Linked DNA regions of Mus musculus: region 2 is linked to region 1. The links are chromatin contacts, called in public HiChIP or PLAC-seq maps. All regions are on one chromosome and are shown on one strand. The core of a region is the stretch at or near the end of the contact, and the rest is flanking DNA. Distances in the headings are between cores, read along the strand shown. Region 1 overlaps Septin9 (septin 9). Region 2 overlaps Dnah17 (dynein, axonemal, heavy chain 17).

Region 1 (4,333 bases), core at 47-2,546:
ATAGAGTGAATACTTAAGCTGGCCAGGGCTACCAAGTAAGACCCTCCCTTGGAGAGAGAGAGAGAGAGAGAGAGAGAGAGAGAGAGAGAGAGAGAGAGAGAGAGAGAGAGAGAAGGAGGAAGAGGAGGAGGAGGAGGAGGAGGAGAAGAGGAAGAGGATGGTGATGGTGACGGTGATGTGTGGTATGAGGTTTAAGCCCCCGCCCCCAGAGCTGTAGTGTGTTCTTCCAAGCAGAGAACCTGAAGGCTTGTGTTTGTCTGGCTTCTGATTTTTCCTTTGAGCGTTTGGGTCTCACATCCTGCTGCATTCCAGAATTACAGACAAGCATTTCATCCACATTTTCTTCTAATGTTTCTGTGGTTTTATTTTTATGTACCAGTGTCGTTAATCTGCTGGAATTTATTTCGGTTTGAGCATCGTGGTGGGATCTAGAGTTTTGGGTTGTTGGTTTTGTTTTGTTTTATTTTTATTTTTTATTTTTTTTATTTTTTGCACGGATGCACAGTGAGCTGGCTCTGCAGTGTGGGGCGTGTGCCGAGCTATTTTTGCTTTTTTTGGTGACAGCGTGGTGCTGGCTTAGCAAAAACACCCTGGATATGTTTCTTTCTTCCTCTCCCTTCTGGATCACTCTCACAGCAACACAATCCTGTCTTTGTTAAAACTTTCAAGTTGCTCACTAGTGAAACCATCTGGGCCTGATACTTTTGTGGGCGACCAGCATTGAAAGAAAAAAAAAGAAAACACTTAAAGTTATTTTCCATGGGGCTGTGAGTTTGGAGGGACTCTTCAAAACTTACTCTTTAGGGCTGAGGATGTGGTGGGGTGGGGGGTGGGGTGGGCGGATGCTGGCCTAGAAGGCACAACTGCTTTTTATCCCAAGCACCGAAAGAAATCAATTATTGTTTAGTTGGGTGTGTACTGAATGCATGTAATGTAATTCAAGCATTTGGGAGACAGAGACTGGAGAGTCATGCAACTGAGGGTAATTCCGGGCCAGCCCAGGCTCTGTAGGAAGACCTACTCTCAGTACATACATAGATGTACATGTATGTGTGTATGTGTCTGTGAGATGGCTCAGTGGGGAAAGGTGATCTCTTAGACTCCTGGAAACCATGAAAAAAAATGGATGCAAAGAACTGGCTCTACAAAGTCGTCCTCTGGACGTCCATATGAGTCCTGTGGTGTGCACCCCCGACTCATGCATGTAGTAAGAGCAACAGTAATTTTAAAACGTGTTTGTATGCCATGTATGCATGCCCAGATGTGGAGCCCAGAGGGGAATGCCCACATCTGTGACATGGGTTCTGAGAGGGACATGTGCAGAAGACTCTGGGCCTTGAGAAGCAAGGCCACCTACCCACCCTCTGTTGTTGCAACCTTGGAGGAAGGAATGATGGGAAAGGAACTGTCTTGGAGTAGGGGGAGGGCAGTGGTCCAGGCAGGATGCCAGGTCTCAGGATCACAAAGTCTGGAATCTTCCAGAAAGTAGCTGAAGAAGTACATTTTACAACATAGGTGTGTGTGCGTGTGCGTGCATGTGGGACTGTGTGTGTGTGTGTGTGCGTGTGCGACTGTGTGTGTGTGTGTGTTTGTGTGTGTGTGTGTGTGTGTGTGTGTGTGTGTGTGTGTGTGTTGGTAAAAGTTGATGTCAGTGTCTGCCTTGATCTCTCTCCAGGGTATACATTGAGGTGGGGTCTCTCACAAACACCTAGAGCTCACTGGGTCTAGCTAAGCAGCTTGACCCAGACCTCCTGGGAGATTACAGGCAGCTGAGGAGCCAAACTCTGCTCCTCATGCTTGAGTGGAAAGCGCCTTCCCCACCCAGTCTCTTCCCCAGCCCCCTCACCTCTTTAATGTACACAGCTGTGTGAATTTCTTTGTCCTTTCCTTTCTCCTTTTTTTTGAGAGGACCCTTTAGCCCAGGCTGGCCTAGAACTTGGTATCTATTGGAAGATGACTTTAAATTCCTGATCCTTCTGATTCCACTTCGGGCCGACATTATAGCACAATTCAGTGATTTTTCTATCACAATCCAGACTTCATGATGACCAAGACCCCGCAGCCCACGGGCCACCTACTTGCTCCAACACATGGCTTCCTGTCACTCCTCCACAGCCAGTTTAAAAAAATGTTTATCCCTCTAGAAGGAGCTGCCGTTCTGTTCTGTCACTGTCACTGGGACTTTTCATCTAGGACTTCCCTATTCATGGAGGCACCGCTATGGCCTTTTGTGTCTCTCAATTTCCATTCTTGTAGCCCAGGCTAGCCTCAGAGTCACTACAAGCTCTTGATCCTTCTGCCCAAATTCTGGGATTACAGGTGCAATTCCACACTCGGCTACAGATATAGCCAGGCAAGCTAGGTTAACTTTCTTTTGCTGTTACAAAATTCTCAGGATAAACAGCTTTTAAGGGAGAAAGGTTTGTCTCGGCTGGGTCCATGCCTGGTTGACCCCTTGTTGCTGCAGACCACTTCATGGTGGGAACACAAGGCAGAGGGCAGCGCTCACCTTGTAGTGAAGCAGAGACGGTCAGGAAGGTTCTGGGTTCTCAATATCCCCTTTACAGACAGCCCGCTGTACCCACAGTTTCCTCACAGGTGTCCAGCATGTGGTCACAATCCAGACTGTAGCCGAGTGTTGATGAGGTTTGGGAGTGAACTTCAACTTACTGGTTTCTAATTCTTCAAAATGCTCACATCACAGTCACTGACAGCCTGACCCCACCGATGCTTTTCCGTGGGGCACATACCAAGTTCTCTTTATATTTGTGTACATGTGTATGTGCCTGCTTATATGTGTACCCTGTGTGCTCGGGAGGTCACAGGAGGCCAGAAGGGGGCGTCAGAGCCTCTGAAGCTCCAGTTACAGGTTGTTGTGAGCCTCCATGTGGGTGCTGGGGACTGACCCTGGTCCTCTGCAAGTCTACTTACCATGTCTCTGTCCCTCATATCATGTCTGATCCACATTCTTGAAGCAGATCTCAAAGACATTAGAAACCTGATGACCTTATCAGGCCACAGGGGCTGGTTTGGTGCCTACAGGTCAGGCTCCCTTGGCAGCAACAGAGGACATGGTTTGGGGAAGCCTGTGTCAGAACAGAGGTCATATCTGTAGATGCTACAGCTATGAGATTGAAGTGTTAAAAGGGCTCATAACGTTTTACAAAGGAAGGAATGGAGGCCGAGAGCCCCACACACTAGAGCTGTGAGGTGCCAGGGCTGCAGCGGTGTCCCCAGGGATGTGATGCCCCCGGTGGTGTCATGCTTGCTTGAGAGGAGGTGAGAGGCCCAGGGTTAAAGAAGAAGAATGAGGGACGGCTCAGCTGCGGGTGCCTGGTGTCAAGGCATGCAGGGTCAGCATAGGCCTTGGGGTGGGCTCCAGATGTGCAGGCTGGAGGGTGCCAAGGACATCTGGAAGTTGGTGCAAGGCAAATGGAGCGCAGGCACTGGAGCAGAACGCACGGGGTGTGTGGAACACGGAATCTAGACGAATGGCGTCTTAATGCAGTGGGGGTGGGATGTCTTTTTCCCTCCCAGTGCTGGCATGGAACTCGGGGCTTTGTATGTGTGAGACAGGTGTTCTACTGATGAGTGACATCCTCAGCTGGTTAATATAATTGTGTGTGTGTGTCCGCGCACACGAGCGTGCATGAGTGCATGTGTATGCATGTGTCTATATGTGTGCCTACACATGTATATACATGTATATATATGTGTGAGTGTGCATGTGCATGCGTGTGTATACGTGTGTGTATGCATGTATATGTGTCCATACATGAGTGTGTGTGTGTGTGTGTGAGAGAGAGAGAGAGAGAGAGAATGGGTAGGCCAGAAGTTGACACTGAGTGTCTCCCTCAGTCACTCTCTGCCTTGTTCTTAGAGACAGGGTGTCTCACTAAACCTGGTACTCACCTGTTTGGCTAGGCTGGCCGGCCATTGAGCAGCAGGATCCTCCTGTCCCTGCCTCCCCAGTGCTGCCATGCCATACCTGGCTTTTAATGTGTGCTGCTGACAAGCCTTCTTGCTTGTTCAGCAAGTGCTGTACACACTGAACTGTCTCCCAGCCTCACAACCTGGTATTTTCTTTTTTATTTTTTTTAAAGATTTATTTATTAGTATAAGTTCACTGTAGCTGTCTTCAAACGCACCAGAAGAGGGTATCAGATCTCATTATGGGTGGTTGTGAGCCACCATGTGGTTGCTGGAATTTGAACTCAGTACCTTTGGAAGAGCAGTTGGTGCTCTTACCCACTGAACCATCTCACCAGCCCCACCTGGAATTTTCAAAACCCGAAGTTATACTGCTAGACTTCTATGGTGAACAAATTTTAAA
Region 2 (4,602 bases), core at 1,250-3,749, 780 kb after region 1:
ACCTGGTCCTCTGCCCGGGTGGGGTCTCCCCTCTTCAAGGAGCCGGCTACCACCAGCACAGACTTGATGGCCCGAAGGCCCCAGTCATAATGGTCCTGCGGGGAGTGGGAACTCGGATGTGAACTTGTCGTCTGACTGTGGTCATCTGGCACTGTCAGGCTCAGAGTTCATCTCGGGGCTAGGGAGGGGCAGAGACATAAGTATGGATCACCACCCCCCGCCCCCCCCCCGCCCCCAGCCGAGGTTGGACCAAGAGCCCTAGGGGCTGGGAGAACACACCACACCTGCTTAGAGAGCAGCTCTTTGCACAGGGTGTAGAGGGTGATGAACTTCCGGGCCAGGAGGCGAGCATCCAGGAAGCCCTCGGCCACAAGCATGATCTCACAAATCAACTCGAAGTCAGGGACCACCATGGCACAGGGCCTGAGAGGTGACCGAGCAGCTGTCTCTCCCGCTTTCACCTCCCTGGCTCCTCATCAGCCAGCCGCCCCTCTTCCCCTGGGCCACGTGTCCCTGCCAGTCAACCTTCAGGGTACATGAAGCCGGGTTCCAGCCTCCCCCATCCATCCACACACCCAGCTCAGGAAGCTCCAGGCCCCACGCCTGCTCCGACTCCTCTGAGACTCCTTAAGCAGAATAGCCAGTGTCTCGGCTGTGGACCGCGCCCCCCTCCCCCACTTGGGGAGCCCCAGGACCTGCCTGCTGTCCTGTTACCCCTACTCCATCTTGGGAGCTGCTAGCCTTGGGGTCTTCCACCTCCTCCACTAACTCCTCAGCCTGGGACACTGCCGGATCCCTCCTCTGTCACCTGAATAGGGCCTTCAAGTTCTCCGGCAGCTCCGTGCGCCCTGCGTAGCCAGGATTCATGGTGATAAAGATGCCCACGGTGGGGACAAGGCTTATTATCTCTCCCAGGAAGTTAAACTTCTTTTTCTTGGCCCGAATTGCATCTTGGACACACTTTACCTAGACAGTTGGTACACACACACACATTAAAATGTAACCATTTGTGTGTGCAAATGTGTGCACATATGTGTGGGTATGAACATATGCGAAATCCAGACAGCAACAGTGTCTTCCTCTATTGCTCTACACTTTTTTGAGACAGGGTCTCTCGTTGAATTCGGAACTCACCAACTGACTGGCTGGTCAGAGCGCCCCAGGGATCCTTCTGTCTCCCCCTCCACGGTGCTGGAATTACACATCTGGCATCTGGCTTTGTGTTTTGAAACAGGCCCTCACTATGTAGTCCTGGCTGGTCTTGAGTTCACAGAGACTCATCTGCCCCTGCCTTCTGAGTTCTGGGATTAAAGACCTGGCAGCATCTGGCTCCCCCCCCCTTAAGGAAAAGATTTATGTGTGTGCTTGTGTCTGTATGCCCGTGTGTTTGGCTGCCTGATGAGGCCACAGAGGCTGCGGAATCCCCTGGAGCTGGGAGCCACCTGGCATGGGTGTCAGGAAGCAAACTCAGGTCCTCAGAAAGAAACTGGTGCCCTTAACCCCAAAGCCATCTCTCCAGTGCCCACATCTGGCTTTTTATTTGGGTTTTAGGAGCTGAGCTCAGGCCGGTGGGTTTGTGTGGTAAGCATTTTATTGGCTGGGTTGTCGGCCCACCCCCAAGCCCCCGCGCCAGTTACAGAGTGTGGTGGCTGTGAATTAGCAGTGGCCTTCACTCTGTCATTGCCCTTGACTTCTGCCCTCCACCGCTGTGATCTTGTTGTTCGTGGTGTTATACAGCCGACCTCAGCTGGGCTTTTGTCTCAGGAGTGTCCTCTGGCCGTGACCCTGGCTAAATTCTGTCAACTCTCTGACAAGAACCCATAAGAGTCCTATTAGTAGCCACTCTGCATCCAAGAGTCTCTGGGGCCATCTCCTGCTTACCAGGACGGAGAAATCTGGTCTCTGCTTGGGATTTTAGAGGAACCAAAGGAAGGTAGCGGCAAACTGTAAGATCACCACTGGGGGGCGCTCCAGGCTCGTGACTGAAATCTCTCAGCCATGGGATTTTTTTTTTCCCCCTAGCCCAAATCTTGCTCGCCTGGACTTGGTAGGTGACTCTGGGTGATGCTGGGTTTTCCGCCCAGTCTCTAGCCCACAGGGCTCACACCTGGGCAGGACTAGAGGGCAAGAATTTGGGAGCATCTCCTGCTGCTAGGACCTTCCTAGCATTTTGGTCCCTGTTCTTTTGTGTCCACAAATATTCAGATCATCAAACAGGTGCCGTGGAACATCCTAGGGTTCGTCCCATGACTTGGGAGTGAATACTGAGTCAGAGAGTCAGAGGTGTGTGACTGACCCTGGGAGGATAGGGTGGAGGCGTGGCTATCACCTTGGCAAACTCAGTTGGCCCTTCTCAGATTGGGGAGTGGGAGGGGGGCTGATGAGAGCTCTAGAGGTGAGGTTTCCCCAGCCTGTGGGTCCTCTCACCCCTGTATCTCCTCACCACCTGGGTGTTCAGGAGCCCTGCCCTCACCCCCACCCCTACTGGTTTTTCCTACTGAAATTCTAGCAAGAGTAGCAGCTGTTTCTGCTACAATGTTGCTTCCGCTACAATGTACTGACTTAGCTCTGGGTGAACAGGTCGGTAAGGGACAGCAGATTGAGAACTGGTCACCTCAACCTTTCTTAGACTCTCTTTGGTGGTCACTTCTATGCTAGGAACATCACTGCGCACTAGTGCTTAGGTGTGTGTACCCAGCACCCTTCCTGTGTAGCCTTGGAACTCTTGCTAACACTCCCCTGACCCGTACCATCTTCCTTTCCCCATTATCCATCATTCCTTTTTTTTACTGTCTGGGTTTGGGGCAAGCGGCTAGGCCTGGTTCGTGAGGACCTCCAAAGTCGGGCCTTGGCCTAGGGCTCTGCAGGTGGGGTCTCAAGCTGATCTGAGATTGGAGGCCAGCCTTGGAGGACCTCAGAGCCCGTTGTCTATCCAGTCTGTCGGGCACCAGGACTGCTGGGGCTCCTGTTTGAAACACAGAGCCCTGCGGGTGAGTTTAAAAGCTTGGGGTGTTGACATGGCCCCCACCCTGTACCCCCTTTGCCTTGGATTCCCCATTGCTGTTCTGTGCCGGGTTAGGGAATTCCCTGGACACACAACCACTCCTTCCCCATCCGCTCTGGCTGGTTAGTTTATACTGAGATACTGCCGTGTTCTTCAAAGCCCAGAGTGCTTCATTCTCTTCTGTCAAGTTCACCTGACTGGCCTGAGGCCACCTCTGCACAGAGCTCCAGCTTGGGGAAGGGTTTCTCCCTACATGGATTATCTAGTGAACGCCAACCGATGCATGGAGATATTGTAACTTAGTTCTTGAAGCCCACAGCTGAGTTCCAGCCGGTTGCAGGCAGCCAACTGTTCAAACCATGTTCAGATAAGGCAGAGCAGCTGTGATCAATCCAGCTGTCTGTATTCTGCACTTCCTTTCCTTGAGACTATAAATACAGCCTGCTGGGGGGTGGGTGGGGGTGGGTGTGGGTGTGGGGGTGTGGGGGTGTGGGTGTGTGGGTGTGGGTGTGGGTGTGTGTGTGTGTGGGTGGCAGGCAGAGGGAGGGTCGTTGGACATTCTGTACCATTTTGGTCTAGTTTGCTGCCAAACAGTACAATCTCAAAGCCAACTAAGGGTTATCAAATATTCTCTCTCTCCCCTTCTCTGTCTTACAAAACAAAGTCTTAATCTATAGTCCTGACTAACCTAGAGGTTGTTCTATAGACCAGGCTGGCCTTGAACTTGTGGCAATCCTCCTGGGTTCATATCACAAAGTGGCAGGAGTTATAGGCATGAGCTACCACACCCAAAGTAGCTCTCTACGTTAGCATCCCCAGGCCGAATCAGTTATACCTCCCTGTATGGGACCCTTACTGTCCCCTCTGTGTGTAAGGGCCCCTGGGAGCCAGGGCAGGGCATCTGAGGCCTCACTGTGTCACCTCCCTGCCCAGTGCTTGGCTGTTGGGGTGGTCAGACAGGAGGGTCTCTGGTGACTGAGATGCCAGGAAAACTGGGCACAACTCCGGGTCCCCCACTGACCCAGAGACTAAGCAGAAGGGCCCTACCTGTACAGCAATCACAGACAAGACCTCCACCGAGATCCGGTTAAACTCATCAAAGCAACCCCAGGCTCCCGTCTGTGCCAGGCCCTTGTAGATGTTTCCACAGGACTACAAAGGGAAAGTCAGATCAGAGAGAGGGAGTGGCCCCCAGAGGCCTGCAGGAAGCAGGTGTCTGGAGACAGCGCCCTTGTACACCTGACCCGCAGGGTCCCAGCGTTTTTTCTAAGCGAACATCAAGTTAAGAAATCCCCCAATCCCTACCCCTGTCTTCTCATTTTATGCACATGGAGGAAGGGATCCTCTGAGGTGGGCTGGGGCTCCAGGAAGATCTTTTCGTGTGACTATGCCATTTTGTCCCCTGCAGGGTCAGCAACACACCCATGGAGTTCACACAGAAGTCCTTCTAGGATCAATAGACTTCACTTTTCTAGGGCCCCTGAGGGGGACACGCTGGTATGACCTTCAGTCAGCAGGGGTCTTGGCCACTGTCCTCAGTCTCAGGATGGGACCACTAGGCTGTGGGGCTCGTCCAACGGGAGGGCGCCCCAACTCCT

The links. HiChIP or PLAC-seq counts read pairs in DNA pulled down with a chosen protein or histone mark.
Region 2: a contact with region 1 is called in an H3K27ac HiChIP or PLAC-seq map of double positive thymocytes, with 2.7 times the contacts expected there. The contact joins two enhancer-like sites. A contact is called at or near these places in 2 of 115 datasets of contacts at active chromatin or transcription factors (bone marrow-derived macrophages and double positive thymocytes) and 2 of 9 other capture datasets (embryonic stem cells and pancreatic islet).

Annotation. Positions count from the first base shown.
Region 1 is chr11:117,301,210-117,305,542 of GRCm38.p6, forward strand. All of the region lies in intron 2 of Septin9 (septin 9), which reads left to right. Among named protein-coding and RNA genes, the nearest start is that of Gm34065, 24 kb to the right of the region's middle. Within about 2 kb of position 1,297, at least 16 of the 459 cell types and tissues checked have an H3K27ac peak or open chromatin away from gene starts, as enhancers often do. A contact at or near this core is called in double positive thymocytes, where this site is marked.
Region 2 is chr11:118,082,017-118,086,618 of GRCm38.p6, forward strand. It overlaps Dnah17 (dynein, axonemal, heavy chain 17), which reads right to left. Exons shown (of 81, transcript NM_001167746.1): 37 at 4,052-4,156; 38 at 809-966; 39 at 285-423; 40 at 1-95. Among named protein-coding and RNA genes, the nearest start is that of Dnah17, 45 kb to the right of the region's middle. Within about 2 kb of position 2,500, at least 8 of the 459 cell types and tissues checked have an H3K27ac peak or open chromatin away from gene starts, as enhancers often do. A contact at or near this core is called in double positive thymocytes, where this site is marked.